Regions from separate parts of the Gossypium hirsutum genome. Here regions 2 and 3 are each linked to region 1. Evidence: chromatin contacts called from public Hi-C data. All regions are on one chromosome and are shown on one strand. Each heading gives the region's core, a stretch centred on a gene start, on an enhancer-like site or on the middle of the called end of the contact. The rest is flanking DNA. Distances are from core to core; before and after follow the strand shown. Region 1 holds the start of LOC107950133 (luminal-binding protein 5). Region 2 holds the start of LOC121215467 (B3 domain-containing protein Os03g0120900). Region 3 holds the start of LOC107950125 (probable F-box protein At2g36090).

Region 1 (5,143 bases), core at 1,622-4,121:
GGCTCAGACGACCCTTATCGTTTGTGATAGTGATCTTCTCAGATTTTCCAGTGCCCTTATCTTCTGCCTTGACGTTTAAGATGCCATTTGCATCGACTTCAAATGTGACTTCAATTTGAGGGGTTCCTCTGTAAATTGAGGGATCAAACCATAAATGAATAATTCAGGTGAAGAAATGCAGAAAATACAAATGAGAATTGGTAGGGAGAGCAAACCTTGGGGCTGGAGGAATTCCAGTAAGATCGAATTTTCCCAACAACCTACAATCTTTTGTGAGACTCCTTTCACCTTCAAAGACCTGACATCAAACCACAGCAATTCAAATAAGGTTCAAAGTATTACAGTTATTAGCATTAAAAGGAAAGGAAAATCCAATTCTTGAGTTTTTACATGTAGGCAAGCATATCCAAGTGTACCTGAATCGAGACGGTAGTCTGCTGGTCCTGATAAGTGGTGAAAACTTGTGACTTCTTGGTTGGGATAACAGTGTTTCTAGGAATCAACTTGGTCATTACTCCACCAACAGTCTCAATGCCAAGGGTAAGTGGAGCCACGTCAAGGAGAAGAATATCTGTGCAGAAAGCATCAAACACAAATATCAGCCAAGTCGATTCAGTTATAGAAAGGTTTCATCCCCTATAGAGTCATGTCTCGTCATTATAGACAAAACTACTTACCTTTCGTTTCATCACCACCCTCTCCACTCAGGATGCCTCCTTGTACTGCAGCACCATAAGCAACAGCTTCATCTGGGTTAACACCCTTGTTGGGCTCCTTTCCATCAAAGTAGTCCTTGAGGAGTTGTTGAACCTTTGGAATTCTAGTGCTTCCACCAACAAGAACGATCTCATCAATTTGGCTCTTCTGCAAACCAGCATCTTCCATCGCCTTCTTCACAGGTCCCATGGTCTTTCTGAACAGGTCATTGTTCAACTCCTCAAAGCGAGCTCTGGTCAGTGGCTCGGAGAAATCAACACCGTCAAAAAGTGATTCAATCTCCACACGGACCTGGTGCTGGCTGCTGAGAGCTCTCTTGGCACGCTCAGCTTCCCTCCTAAGCTTCCCAAGAGCTCTGTTGTCCTTGCTGATATCCTTTCCATGCTTTTTCTTGATCAATTTAATGAAGTATTCCATAATCCTCTGGTCAAAATCCTCACCTGCATATAAAATATGACCATAAGCAAAATACATTGTAAAAACAATTTTTGAAAGCATTAAATCAAACAATGAATATCCGTACCTCCCAAGTGAGTGTCTCCATTTGTTGAAAGAACCTCGAAAACACCATTGTCAATTGTCAAGATACTGACATCGAACGTCCCACCACCAAGGTCAAAGACAAGAATATTTTTCTCACCGCCCTTCTTGTCCAAACCATAGGCAATGGCAGCTGCAGTTGGTTCATTGATAATTCTAGCAACATTGAGCCCGGCAATAATGCCAGCATCCTTTGTGGCCTGCCTCTGGGCATCATTGAAGTAAGCTGCAAATAAAACATAAATATATTGAGCATAAAGGAGTAATCAAGGATCAGGCGAACAACTTTTCCCCAACAGAGAGCATTGCTTCTTATTATGCACTCACCTGGAACAGTAACCACCGCATCCTTGATTTTCTTCCCAAGGAAAGCTTCAGCTGTTTCCTTCATCTTAGTCAGAACCATAGCACTGATCTCCTCAGGACTGAAGACCTTGGTCTCTCCATCCTTAATCTTTACTTGAATATAAGGTTTGCCATCCTTGTTCACAATCTTATACGGAACAAGTTTCATGTCCCTCTGGACCTCCTTATCTTCGAACCTGCAAATAACAAAATTGCCCTGAGAAGCATATTACATATACCAATAAACCATAAAAAAACAAAAGAAGAAACATGAGAAGAATGTCAATTACTTTCTTCCAATAAGTCTCTTGACGTCAAAGATGGTTCTTTCAGCGTTAACAGCTGCCTGATTCTTTGCAGCCTCACCGATGAGCCTCTCGCTGTCAGTGAAAGCCACCCACGATGGAGTAATACGGTTACCTTGGTCATTGGCTATAATTTCAACATGACCGTTTTTGTACACACCAACACAAGAATAAGTTGTACCAAGATCAATTCCGATGACTGTTCCCAATTTCGCGGCTTCCTCCTTGGCAATTGAGATTGCAAAGAAGCATCCTGTTTGCAGAGTTTACAGGATGTTAAAACCATTATAGTTATAGAGGCCCTACTGAAAGGGCCACGTGAACCACAGATCAAGAATCCAAACGAACTTTCTAGAACATTCTCGTGCAAAATTTTAATAATCTAATAAAGATATTGCACCATAAATGAATATATAAAATAAAGTGAAAAGGAGAAAAATTACACGGTTTAATTCAAATTTAAATAATTAGATCATAGTTCTAGCCCGGCAAAGTATTTAGAGAGTCGTTATCCTCTAAATCCAGAGAGTTCTAGTTCTCAATTCAACGGAGAGTAATGAAATGATATGAGATCGCTGAAACGCTCGTTCGACGATCTAATGCATCTCGAAAACTCATAAAAACATAAATCAGATCTAAAAATGCATCAATTCATGGGAAGAACATCACCAAACAGAACTAGATCTACTACATTTTCACTCAAACAGAGCAAGAATCAGAGATCACGAAATCAAGCGAAAGCAAACAGATCTAGCAAAAAACAGGAACAGCATAGCACTCACCGGACAAGACTATAGCTAGAGCCACCAAAGAGCCGCTTGCTCTCCACGAGCGAGCCATCGCACGTACTCAAACTTTCCTCTCACTACGTAGAAGTTTCGAGGTTTCTCTATGAAAATCGAAACGCTGTACCGTTAATACCAGGACGAGTGATTTTCAAATGACACTTTAGCTTTGTTTTTTCTTTTGATCTGTGAGAGGAAGTCGCGGTTCGAGGTTTTTATACGTGGAGTGCCCGCATCAAACGCGAACTTATTTCAGATGGGTGTATGTCATCTCTGGTGACGTGGACCAATAAGGATTCAAGAAGGGAATTGTTGAGCCAATGAAATTAGATCTTGTGTTGGGGAGATCCTGGCCGTTTATTTTCTCTGACGTTTGCGTGTCCGCTTTTCCGTTTTTCTAAATTATTAAAAGTAGGATATTCAAAACGCGCAAACACTAAGTCGTTTTTGGCCGGCTCAAAACCTGAAATGCTAAAATTAATACTCATTACGGTTTTAATCACTACGAAAACATTGTACAAATATATTATCATCTTTTTTCCCATATGGGGAAGATTACTTTTAATTTTTATAAAAAAAATTATAATTTGGAAATTAAAATGAAGAAATTTTAAATATTAATATTTCATTTTTTTATATTTATTAATTTCCATCATTTAAAAATATTGTATAAAGCTATCTAGATTGTAAGAAGATGCAAGAAAGTTCTTCTGAGAGTTGCTAATTTTAAGAGATTAATGTGTATTAGATTAGAGAAATGGAGTTTGAGTTGAACCTCCATCGTTGAATGCTTACAGGAAATTTGACTGTTTAAGTTTAAACAGATTCATGAATAAAGTTAGTTCACGGAAAAAGCATGTTAAAAGTGTGATTGATGATAGTAAATCAAGCTTTGATTATTTGATAAATTATTTATTATTGAGGACCTTATTGAAAAGTGTGAAAATTTTAGGGATTTGTTAGCAAATAATAAAAAAAAGAGGTTCTTATACTATATTTATAAAGTTCGATCGGGTAGGTTGTAAGAAATTAGCATTTCGAATATTCGTGTGTATAGAGATTAAATTGAATAGAATGCATTCATGTATATAATGTATTTATTTGTGCTTGAATTATGTAATCAATGAATTTTTCATATTCGAATTTAATTCTGTAGTTAAAGACGATGTAGGACCATCTCGAACCAAAGAGAAACCCAAAGCTGCCGACGAATATATATTTTGGTTTGTGCTCTCATAACTGGAGTTCATAAAATAATTAAATATATATATTTAAACCAATATATGTTTGGAAGTGGTTTACTATCAATAAGAATGTGTTTAACACATATGTATATACTTGATTGGGTGATTTGTGATCAGTTGGTTGAATGAATATACATATATATATGCTTGAAGATGTTATACTATTAATAATGACGACATTTGCCTTATTAACATTGTCGGATAAAGTCACTGGTATAGTTGGCATGTCATAGGATCCATATTGACAGGTGGGAGATTCAGCGCTATGTGTCACGAGGCTAGAACTTAAGTTTGGCAAACTATGCGACTGTAAGCATTTTTTTTTTTTTTGCTTCAGATCCACCTAAGTCAGCCTTACTCTCGAAAGATGAGAACTCTTATGAAAATTCTCTAAGGCACCAAAATATAATGGAAGCAACTCAAAGATAAAAGCAACAAAAGAACTGAAAAGCCACAAGAAAGAAATGCACATAAGGCGTTTGATTATCTCGGAACTATCTCAATGCCTCGGCCAATTCCTAACTAGCCTCTCTATTGGTTAGTTTATCCCCTTAGAACATTTGTCTCGGTTTATGTCTCTGTTGTCCTTTAACTCTAATTGTATTTCTCTCTTGTACATCTCGATCATAAAAGGCCACCACTATTACTTGCCCCTATTATGACTTGCCTCGACCAAGATGTTGGATCTGCTACCCTAAGTATAGTATTTTCGTCTATTTACACTTATAATTTTTTGAACAAATTGGTTAATAAAATGATTCATGGATTACATTAATATTCTTTACATAATTTCCTCGTATGGTTTTTGCATGCAAAGCAAGATAAAAGTAAATATTAGTTCAATGGTTCTCTAATGTTTAATCTAATACTAAGCGGAATTATGTGGTTGGATCATCACACGGAAAGACAACTTGTAACACTCCTCACCCAACCCGATCGCTAGATCCGAGCTATGGAATGCTATATCCGTTGCTATAGCAACTATAATCAAATACATAATATAACAATCATCCACACATGCAATTTCAATGATAATCACACTCATTTCATGCTAAACAATCAATTTCGGATCTTAATCGAGCTTATGAAAGCTCTTTTATTAACCCGAGCATGAAATAAGACCAAATTGCAAAATTTTTAAAAGTTCAGGGCTGACGTCGTGACATTGCCAACTAGTTTATCACATCACGACGTCAAGCCACTCAAC
Region 2 (5,143 bases), core at 879-3,378, 250 kb after region 1:
TCACATAGTTTTTCTCCTCATTAGTTTTACAAAATATACATATTGGCCATCCCCATTGCACTTGAGCATGTCTTTTAAACTATAATATCTCATTTGATCCTTTTGCTCATCAATCTCACACAATGCATACAGATAGGCTATCATAATTTCTAAATTTTCTAGCACCTACATATTTTTAACAATAGAGAGTCATGCTTAACTATGTTTAAGCCCATTATAAACATATGGGATTATATACTTTGGTACCTGTACTTTTTTAATCTAGTTTGGTCTTTGAACTTGGCAACTAGATCAATTTTGGTCCCTGAGCTTAGATTTTATCAAGATTTGATTATGTGACTAGTGTTACTAGAACAAGGACTAGATCAAACGGATCGAGAACTAACCAATATAATGGTTCGAACAAAGGGGTTGAATTGATTGACTCAAAAACTAATTGAAATTAGTAAAAATTGAAAATTGGGACAAAAATCGATAATTTAACATATTTACAAAAGTTTTTTTTGTATTTTTTTAGATTCTTATAAATTTTTAATTAGTTATGTAATTGGTATTGGTTCGATGGTTGAATCGATCGAACTGGTTGAATCGAGAATTAGTGGTTTGACCTATTCAACCACATGTCTGGTTATTAAAATATTGTATGTGAAACTTTGAAATTGTACCACATCATCACCTGAAAATTCATATAATTTTTTTAAATTTTCAAGTGATGATGTAGCACAATCTCATAGTGCCACATCATCAAACTTTTATAGTTTTCAAGTTTGGGACTAAAATGGACTCAGTTGTCAAATTTAAGTGCCATGTGAAACTTTGAAATTGTATCACATCATCACCTAAAAATTCATATATATTTTTAAATTTTCAAGTGATGATGTTGCACAATCTCATAATGCCACATCATCAAACTTTTATAGGTTTCAAGTTTGGGACTAAAATGGACTCAGTTGTCAAGTTGGTACCTAACTTAGTTTTAATAGAAGTTGTATTCATACATAAATAATTAAATTCCTTAATTTTAATAACCTAATCAAAATTAAAGGTCATACATGCTAAATAATCCCTAAAAAATTTCAGTTTCGTGCCACAGTTTAAATAAAACATTACAGTTTCTGAATAATGGAAAATTTCAAATAATAAATCTAATATATTTTAATAGAAAAACCAATTTGAGTCCCTCCGAATGTCGTGTTCGTGTCCTAACTTGGTGGGTTATCTGTAAAAATAGAGAAAAAATGGAGTGAGCTATGAAGCTCGGTGTGAGTTCAATCACAAGAATATCAGTGTAAACAGTCGATAACCAAACAGTTACACGTGATGTATCACGTGCACCTTGTTATAACGTATACAAATTAATTTACTCATGTTTTAGTAAAGTGAACAAAATACAACCTATCTCTTAATACAAAATGCAGCGCTTGAACTTTTACTCAAAATTTTGGACACTTAAAATGTGATTGAAGTTAAATTAGTGTGTTTACTTTTGAGGTTTTGGTGATAAGGAATTGATTGGTTGTAAGATTTAGATAGGGTTTGAAGAACAGACAAAAAAAAAGCCAATTATAAAAGGCGTGGCTAAATTGAATGGGTCCATTTGAGACTGCATGCGCTGCCTGCACCAATTCCGTGGGAAATAAGAAATCCTTTCTTTTTCTTTTTTATTTTAATTTATTTTTCCTTTTATTTTTGTTTAATTCCATATACCTTTGAGGGACTAAATATTGACTGAAGATGATAAATATCGTTTTCCATCTGGGTGGCCACCATAGCATAGTGGCCTGTACGGACCTCATTCAAAGAGCTTTTTTTTTTTTTCAAGTCAAAACCCTAACCCCCCCCCCCCAGTTCCAGTTACATAGTAATAGTTACATCACCATTTCAATTATGAAAATATTTATATGAATTTGATAAAAAAATGTGTAAGAATAAAGATAGAAAAGAGTAATATACACAACAGCTGGCTTTATATAATATATAGTTTTAATCCTACAAATAAAATTACTAAAATAATATGCATAGCACCCGGGATTATGACAGTGACAAGCTCACATGAGCCCCAACCAGTAATACATGGGGTCCCTACGTATAAACTTATTACTTAAACATGTTCTCTCCCTTTCAATCTCTCTAACAAGGAAAACCCAGAGTAAAAAAAAAAAAAAAAAAGAAGGCTTAATTAAGCCTCAATAACATAAATTAGAAAGGTAGCTGGAGAGGTTCGAGGGAGGTTCATCAGCTTCTTCCCCCTGGATATATATAAAAAATAAAGTTAAAGCCTCTTTTTCTCTTTTTCTTTTTCTTGCGATAGTTTATCTCTTGTTTCAAGGTCAACAACTAGATGAAGTTGGAAGAAGGATGTGTGTGATATTTTTGTGCTCCAAGTCTTGTTTTCGTGTTTGGCTGTTGGATCATCTCGTTGGTCAAAGAAGGAATCACTGACTTTCTTCTCATTGTAGGGAGAGAGAGAGGAAATTGTTTTAGCTTAAGCTAAAAGACTTGTTTCTCTCCTGAATAGTCGTTCAACCCTAGGAAAATTAAAGTTCTACTAGTAAATTATAACAAGTAGCAACATGGCATAGTTCCCGGTGTTCTTCCTTTTGTCTGTCTGTTTGTTTTTTTCTAATCTCAACTAGTTCGATTAGTCCCCACTTTTTTTTCTTTTTTTTTTACTTTGTTTTTAGGTTTTGTTTGGTTGATACTTGATTCTTCATCTTCCTCATCTTTATTGTGTCTAGATCTCGAAGGAAAGTCATGGATTTTGGGTTTAATGAGGAAGGTAATAAGTTTCCTTTTTCATACTCTTCATCATCTTCTTCTCCTTCATCTTCTTCTTCTCAGCATAAAACCCAGATGGCTCCTCCTCTTAGCAACACTCGATGGGAGGCACAGGCTCATCAGATTCACGACGGTCACCACCGTCAAATGAGTCCCAACTGGTTGAACAACAGGTACGAACCTGAAGAAGATAACGAAGCAGCAACTGCAACTGCAAGTACTGAAGCTGATTCAACCCTTAGTGCAAGTGCTGCCAACATCGAGAAAGAACACTTGTTCGACAAAGTAGTTACCCCAAGCGATGTAGGGAAACTGAACAGACTTGTTATCCCAAAACAACACGCCGAGAAGCATTTCCCCTTGGATTCTTCCACCAATGAGAAAGGCCTTTTGTTGAATTTCGAGGACAGGAATGGGAAGCCGTGGAGGTTCAGGTACTCTTATTGGAACAGCAGCCAAAGCTATGTTATGACCAAAGGTTGGAGCCGTTTCGTCAAGGATAAGAAACTTGATGCCGGCGATATAGTTTCTTTCCAGAGAGGGGTCGGCGAGTTGGGGAAACACCGTCTTTTTATCGATTGGAGGAGGAGACCTGATGGACCAGACCCAGTTTCTTTCCATCCCCATACGCACCACTTGTCTTTGCACCGTTCAAATACCCCATGGAGCCCGTTACTAATGCGGCCACCACCAACAGCAAGAGATCGCTTTCAATTGTCACAGATAAACCCTCTGAATCGGAACAGCTACTACGGTGGTTTTCCAACTGGAAACAATGTGGTGAATCCAGGAGGTACAATGGGATCGGTATTGTTTTTTAGATCAGCAGCAGCCCCAACGATGGAGTGGCAGCAGCAGCCAGGTGGAGTGGTAGAGCCAATCGTGTTTGATTCGGTGCCGGTGGTCCAAGGCACGGGTGCAGCAGCAGCCAAGAGGTTAAGGCTTTTCGGGGTTAACATGGAATGCCCCATACCGGAGTCGCATAACCCTGATATGTTATCTACAACTACAATACCAAATACTACAATGGCATCGCAAAATCCACAACTTTCTTCATCATCCCAACATCCTCTTCAATTAAGGCTCTACAATGGCACCCCAGTACTACCCCCTATTGACTTTCTTAGTGCCAACAAAGGGAAGGCTTCCTTGTCATTGGATTTTGATATATAACACCAGGAAAAGTTTATCAATTCCCCACCGTAAAACACCCTACATTCTGCAAAGGCTACCTGCTAATCCACTTTTTTCTTCAATTTATCAGTTCTTAATTCTTATGAGGGAGAAGACCCGGCTGTGGAAACATGCAAATGCTGATATATGATCATAGCCTTTCCTATACTAAAAAAATAAATAAAAAAGGGAGGAAGGGAACCAAAATCCCAGATTTCAAGGTGGTTGGTTTACAGCTTAATTAGTACACAACTGAAGTCAAGGTTTGGGTGTCTGTGAAGATTTTAGTTAGAAATGAGATGATTTGAACTTGTCTATAAAAAAACACAAGTATTATACATAGATAGTTAAATTAGACATAGATCAATGAAGCCCCGGATTTCATGTTTGGTCTCTCTGTAGGGCTTTGGTCTCTCAATGTATCCCCCCCCCCCCATTGTGGTTCCACTGAAAATTATCTTTATTTCCCATAGCTTCGTAACCAGTGACATTTATTATGCTTGTAAAAATTCTTTAATTTTCTTTCTCTCTCTCTCTCTCTCTCTCACACTCCACTGTGGTTTAGTTAATAACTACCTTTTTGCTGGCTCCTCAGTAAATGAGCAGAGAGTGTGTTAGCCATCTGATGTAAATCCAAATTGCTCTCTTTCTTGGGTTTTTTTTACCTTGCTAGGTTGTTCAGTTTCTCTTGTCGCTGCTTCATTGGACACAGCATGCAGCTGGTGCAGTCAAATTTGCAGGGCTTTTTATAAGGTATAGGATTTTTCTCACTTCATATATATATATCAAACCCCTTATGCATTGAATGAACTCATCCTCCTGTTCTTATTAGCGTGCACTGCATGTTTACTTTTTTCTTTTAGAAGAATTTGTCTGCAGTAATTTCCACCTTTTGCTTTCATTGCATAGTTTGCATAGTGGTCAAGTAGTCAAGAGATATCAAACATGGTGGAGCTTTTACCATGTGCTTATGTTCTGATACTTATCATCATTGTTTTTTCATCAATACTTAGATTGTCTCAGCTTAAGTAGAAGAGCAGGATCACCTTTTATCTTTCTTTTTTTTTGGTTTAAAAAAAGTCCCCCCCCCCCCCCAAAAAAAAAAAAGTAATGGCCACCGAACATTACCACAATCTCATTTTATATGATTGTAAAAGAAATATATCAGATTAGACTGCAACTTGTCACATTA
Region 3 (5,143 bases), core at 1,585-4,084, 180 kb after region 1:
TACTCTTTTAAATGATTTAAAGAACGTTGAGGTTCATATTGACGATGAAGATCAAGCTATGCTATTATTGTGCTCTTTACCCTCTTCATACAAGTCTTTCAGGGAGACCCTGATTTATGGCAGAGACAAACTCTCGTTCGAAGATGTGAACGGTAATTTGTTGAGTAGAGACAAACTCGAAAATGAGTTTGATTTGAATAGCAAAGCAGATAGACAAGCTTCCGTTTTGGTAGCATCAAAGAAACGAGACAAAAGGTGTCGCTATTGCAAAAAGTTAGGTCACGTCAAAGCAGATTGTTATAAACTGCGAAATAAAAGAGCTGCTGAGAGTAACGAGGAAGATGTAGCTGGTGCTAATTTGGTCGATGAAGGCGGTGATGATTTCTTGTTAGTGTCAACGAGCGATAACTCTAAGCTTACGTCTGAGTGGATCTTAGATTCAGGATGTTCTTTCCACATGTGTCCCAATAGAGAATGGTTCTCCACATACAGTTCAGTTGAAGGTGGAGTTGTGCACATGGGAAACGATTCATCTAGTAAAATAATCGGTATTGGTACTGTTAAAATTAGGATACACGATGGGACGATTAGGACACTCTCAGATGTCAGGTATGTACCTGATTTACGAAAGAATCTCATCTCCTTGAGTATTTTAGACTTGAAAGGATGCAGAATCAACATCGAGTCGAGCGACATTAAAGTATCTCGTGGAGCTCTCGTTTTGTTAAAAGGTAAAAGAACTGGCAGTCTTTATATTCTGGAAGGGTCTACAGTGACCGGTGAAATCGGACGTCCCTCGTCCGTTACGGAGTCAAAGTCAACTCATTTGAAGCGGAGGCAACTTGGTCATAGGAGGGAAAAAGGTATGACCGTTTCGTTGAAGAGAGGTTCTCTTTTGGATGCAGGTTTTGAAAAGTTAGGGCACTGTATTCGTGAAAATCAGACCCGGGTTAGTTTTGATTTGGCAGTGCACAAGTCGAAGGCTAGAAGTCCTCCAGCTTCTAAGCATAGATTCGACTCAGTTAATTCCCTGCATAGTTCAAGATAGGCCCGTGGCGGGGTTTTGGCAAAGATGGCATTGAAAGAATTCGTGTCAAGGTGGAGATTGTTAGAATTGTGTGACCCAAATTCTAAAAGATTGCTTGCAAGTCAAGTTAAACAAAAATATATTTTCTTTCTAGAAGATTTAGTATTTATTAGTATAATATATTTAGCATTTATTAGTATAGTTTATTTGACTTACTAATTTAGCCTATAAATAGGCTCCTTTACAATCTTAGAATTAAGAGACACCCATTAGATTAGAACTCATAACACATTCAGAGAATTTTGTGTTTAAGTTTGAGGGTTCTTTGTTTTTCGGGTTTTCGGGGTTTAGTTTTTATCTCCATCTTTTGTACTCTTCATTCTTTTGCCATTATAGTAAAATTATCTTTGCCCATGGTTTTTTATCCTCTTTTGAGGGGTTTTTCCACGTTAAATTTGTGTGTTCATCTTCTCAATTTCTTCTACTATTTTTACTTGTTCGTTGCTTATTCGGGACGATCCTAACAGCAACCTTTGTCTCCTACACTTAATGTAAATTGTCTCAACACTCGACCTCTCCTATTGAAGTTGGTAAAATCACTCTCAATCGATGGATAGTTTTCTTTATATTTACACCAGTGAAATGGATTCCCAAGATGAACTATGTAGTGTTTTATTATTTCCTCCACAATGGAGGATGAAGCTTCCATTAAAATACTTCAAGCGCTATCATAGTGATAAGATATCCTTGAAATGAGAATAAGATAGCTTTAAAACCATATCATATTGCTTGATATCAATTTGTCAATCTTGTCCATTAATATCCTCTTAATAAAGGATAGTAAAAATTCCATAAATCTTGAACTTAGAATAAAAATCAATCTTAGTATAAACAAATCAAGATTACCAACAAACAATTTTGCACCAACATATTATAGTAGGGAATTCCTTCAAATTCTTGACCATTTTTAATAAAGGAGGAGAACTGTGTCTAACAGAATATTAGGGTCCATGTCCAACCTACTTGAAACTAATGCATTGCCTCTTGACGGCAAATTCAAAGAACTTTTGCCTTGGATTTCACGTATTTTGGTTTCCTTAATGTTTATGGGCAACTATTGTACCTAAATATATAGAAGCCTTTAGCTTTGAATCAATTAAACTGGTTAATTGCAGTTTTGCTTCTATTTAATGAAATTCGTCCACAATAAAGAGCTTCCATTTCTTTCACAATAGTGCCAAAATGTTGGGCAGCTTTCCTTTTTCGTCCGTAACAACCATTCCCCATGAACTAGCATATACATGAAGTTCTATGCAACCAACATTTTGATCCCATTCTCTCAACCCTAATAATATAAATTATTAAGACTATTTAATTATTTGATGATATCTTAAGAATGAATCAATCAAATTAAGTTAAAAGTTGATTTGTTTTTGTTAACTAGCATATAAATTTTTATATAATTAGTGAATGTTATGACACTTGTTAAAAATTTAATTACCTGTTAAAGAAAATTATTAATTATAAATTTATATACTAAAGGTGCATCCAATACTAATAAAAATTTAAGATGGATTTTTTTTTTTTGGAACTGAATTGATTGATGGGTGATTAGGGAATAATATGAATAATAGCAAAGATGAACCTCTCAATTATCTTTCATTTAATATGATAATGACTTTTCAACTTCACAAAGCCATCACTTAATTACGGGCTTAGGCAGTCTAGTATAGAGGTTACAACTTAATAGCTTGGACGAACCTAATGGTGTTTTCCATTTAAAGAATTTGGCTGTTTGAAGTTGGCAAAGTTTCAAAGTTGGCAAGCCAACCCTGCAGTTGGAGGTTCACTATCTTTGGCCTAATTGTGGATTGTCCCACGGATTTATGGAAGAAATTTAAACCCTGTAAAACGCGCCTACTGACTTGAATCACGTTGGTCAATGGTGTGTTTCATGGTCATACATCAATTTCTATGGACGGATAGATGGGTCAAATCACTGTTATATAAACAAGTGGGAGCGTATCCATAGTAGGCAAAAAATAAAAATAAAAAATGGAGCATTTGCAATGTGATTTGAAGTGCTTAAGCAGGGATATCCTAGCTGATATCATGGCTCGACTAGATGGTTCAACCCTGGCCTCAGCTGCCTGCACATGTTCTGACCTTCGAGGCATAGCTCGAAACCAAAGGTTATGGAAGCAATTGTGTAATTCCACATGGCCTTCCACTGCACTCGACGAAGCCCAACACCTTATTTCATCATCAACGGATGGTTTTCGCAGATTCTATGCTGATTCTTATCCTCTTATTTCGAATGATCACAAAGATGCCAACAATTACTTTCCTATACAACCAACCCTTATTTCTCCGTCTAATTTTGCTTTGTTTATAGATGTTTATTATAGAGAAAAATGTATTACTTCCAGTGTCTTAGATGGCATACCTATGGAAACCGATTTCGGCCAAGATGATGACACAACAACTGGTCTTATGAGTTGGGTATTGAACTGTCCATTCAAAGTGGTACCTTCAGATATTAATGATGAAGATATTGAAGATGGTGACGATGGACATGACTTCGTATCACTTGTGGGAAAAGCAGATGATCGTTGCAATGAACTAAAAGAAGGGATTCGATTAAGTTGGGTGTTATTAGACAAGAAGAGAGGAAAAGCTGGAAATCTATCAAGCTGGAAGCCATTGTCGGTGAAGAAAATATGGGCTTCTAATGGTGACTATATTCTACATTTTGGGTGCATTATCCCAGTCCAAGAGAGCCTACAACTGCCTCACAACTTGGCCAAGTGTCTTATAGTGGCAAGATGCAACATAGAGGAAAAACGAGGGTATTTGAGATGGAAAGAGGTAAGTATGCACATTGAGGACACTAGTGGAGCATATGTAAATGGTGGCAAGAGTTTAATCATCTTGAACCAAGCTCTATATTGCTCACGAAGTAATAATCGTCATGCTGTTGAAAAGGGTTACATACAATTTGAGGGACGAAAGCAAGAGATTATAAGGAAAAAGAAGCTCGAAGAAACCTTGGCTGATTGGCTTTGTATATCTTTTGAAGTAGTAATCCTCTTAATTTTAGGGTACCGAATTTTACCCATTTAAAGTCAATTATTATGGTCCAATGACAACTTAAGTAACCATTGCAAAGCACTGTGTTTCTATGACAAATAATTATTCATGTTAAACTGTGTTTTAACTTCTTTCATCAATTACAGACTGTTATGATGTTGCAATCCACAACCTTTGACAAATCAAAATGGAAATTTGAGAGTTTCCCAAGTTAAATGATGTTGATGGGTTTGATCCAGCCTAAGGATTTGGGCACATACATAGGATTGAATTGGGTACGGCATACTTATTGGAGAAGAGGGTATCCATTTTAAGTTGGGTTTAATGGGAGGCTCATTCTTCGTAATGGGCTGATAAATTTAATTTCAGGCTCAATGGGTTTTAAATAGTGAGCTTTATTTTTAGTTTTAAGAATATATCTATATTATATTTATACATCTATACTATACTAATAGTAACCTAAAAATGTTAGATGTGGCGTTTTTAAAAAAATAAATATGTTAGACATGGAAGTTATTTTCAAAAATTAAAAAATTCAATATCCTAAAAACTATATAAATTTCAAAAAATATAAAAGAATTAATATTAAATGTATTAAAAGTTTAAGAAATCTATAAAAATAAAAAGTATATATGAAAAATTGTTAAAAAGTGTAAATTATAAAATATTATAAAAAATTTCAAAAAGAAATTAATATTTGTAAAAAAATTATTAAAAATTTGAAACCATTCATTTTCAATTCACACCCAAACTAGAAACCGAGTTGTACTGATTAAATCCCATTGGTTTAACTTTGTGATTTCATTATGATTAGTAAATCGAAGGAAAACCTACTTGAAAAAGAGAATGTCGTGGTCAGTCACAAAATAAAAAGAATGAAGAAGGAAATAGACCATCATCATCACTACCAGTCTTAGCCAAACTTCGGTTCAAGAGTGGGTGCATGCTGGTGGTGGTCTGACACTAGAGGAGAGGGCTATTGAATCGACAGTGATGATGACCGAGAAGAGATTTTTTGTTCTAGTT

What was found. A called contact is a pair of places that touch in the nucleus more often than the background predicts.
Region 2: a Hi-C map of leaf shows a contact between it and region 1, with 1.8 times the contacts expected there. The contact joins the promoter of LOC121215467 here to the promoter of LOC107950133 in region 1. A contact is called at or near these places in 3 of 34 Hi-C or Micro-C datasets (leaf and petal).
Region 3: a contact with region 1 is called in a Hi-C map of leaf, with 4 times the contacts expected there. The contact joins the promoter of LOC107950125 here to the promoter of LOC107950133 in region 1. A contact is called at or near these places in 4 of 34 Hi-C or Micro-C datasets (anther, hypocotyl and leaf).

The regions. Positions count from the first base shown.
Region 1 is chrD03:35,769,799-35,774,941 of Gossypium_hirsutum_v2.1, forward strand. It overlaps LOC107950133 (luminal-binding protein 5), which reads right to left and starts at 2,872. Exons shown (of 8, transcript NM_001327564.2): 1 at 2,690-2,872; 2 at 1,893-2,160; 3 at 1,585-1,799; 4 at 1,241-1,483; 5 at 678-1,157; 6 at 417-571; 7 at 216-298; 8 at 1-128. The coding sequence starts at 2,747.
Region 2 is chrD03:36,022,977-36,028,119 of Gossypium_hirsutum_v2.1, forward strand. LOC121215467 (B3 domain-containing protein Os03g0120900) reads left to right here and starts at 2,129. Exons shown (of 1, transcript XM_041090020.1): 1 at 2,129-4,477. The coding sequence starts at 2,755. The coding sequence ends at 3,951.
Region 3 is chrD03:35,953,198-35,958,340 of Gossypium_hirsutum_v2.1, forward strand. It overlaps LOC107950125 (probable F-box protein At2g36090), which reads left to right and starts at 2,835. Exons shown (of 1, transcript XM_016884899.2): 1 at 2,835-4,327. The coding sequence starts at 3,083. The coding sequence ends at 4,150.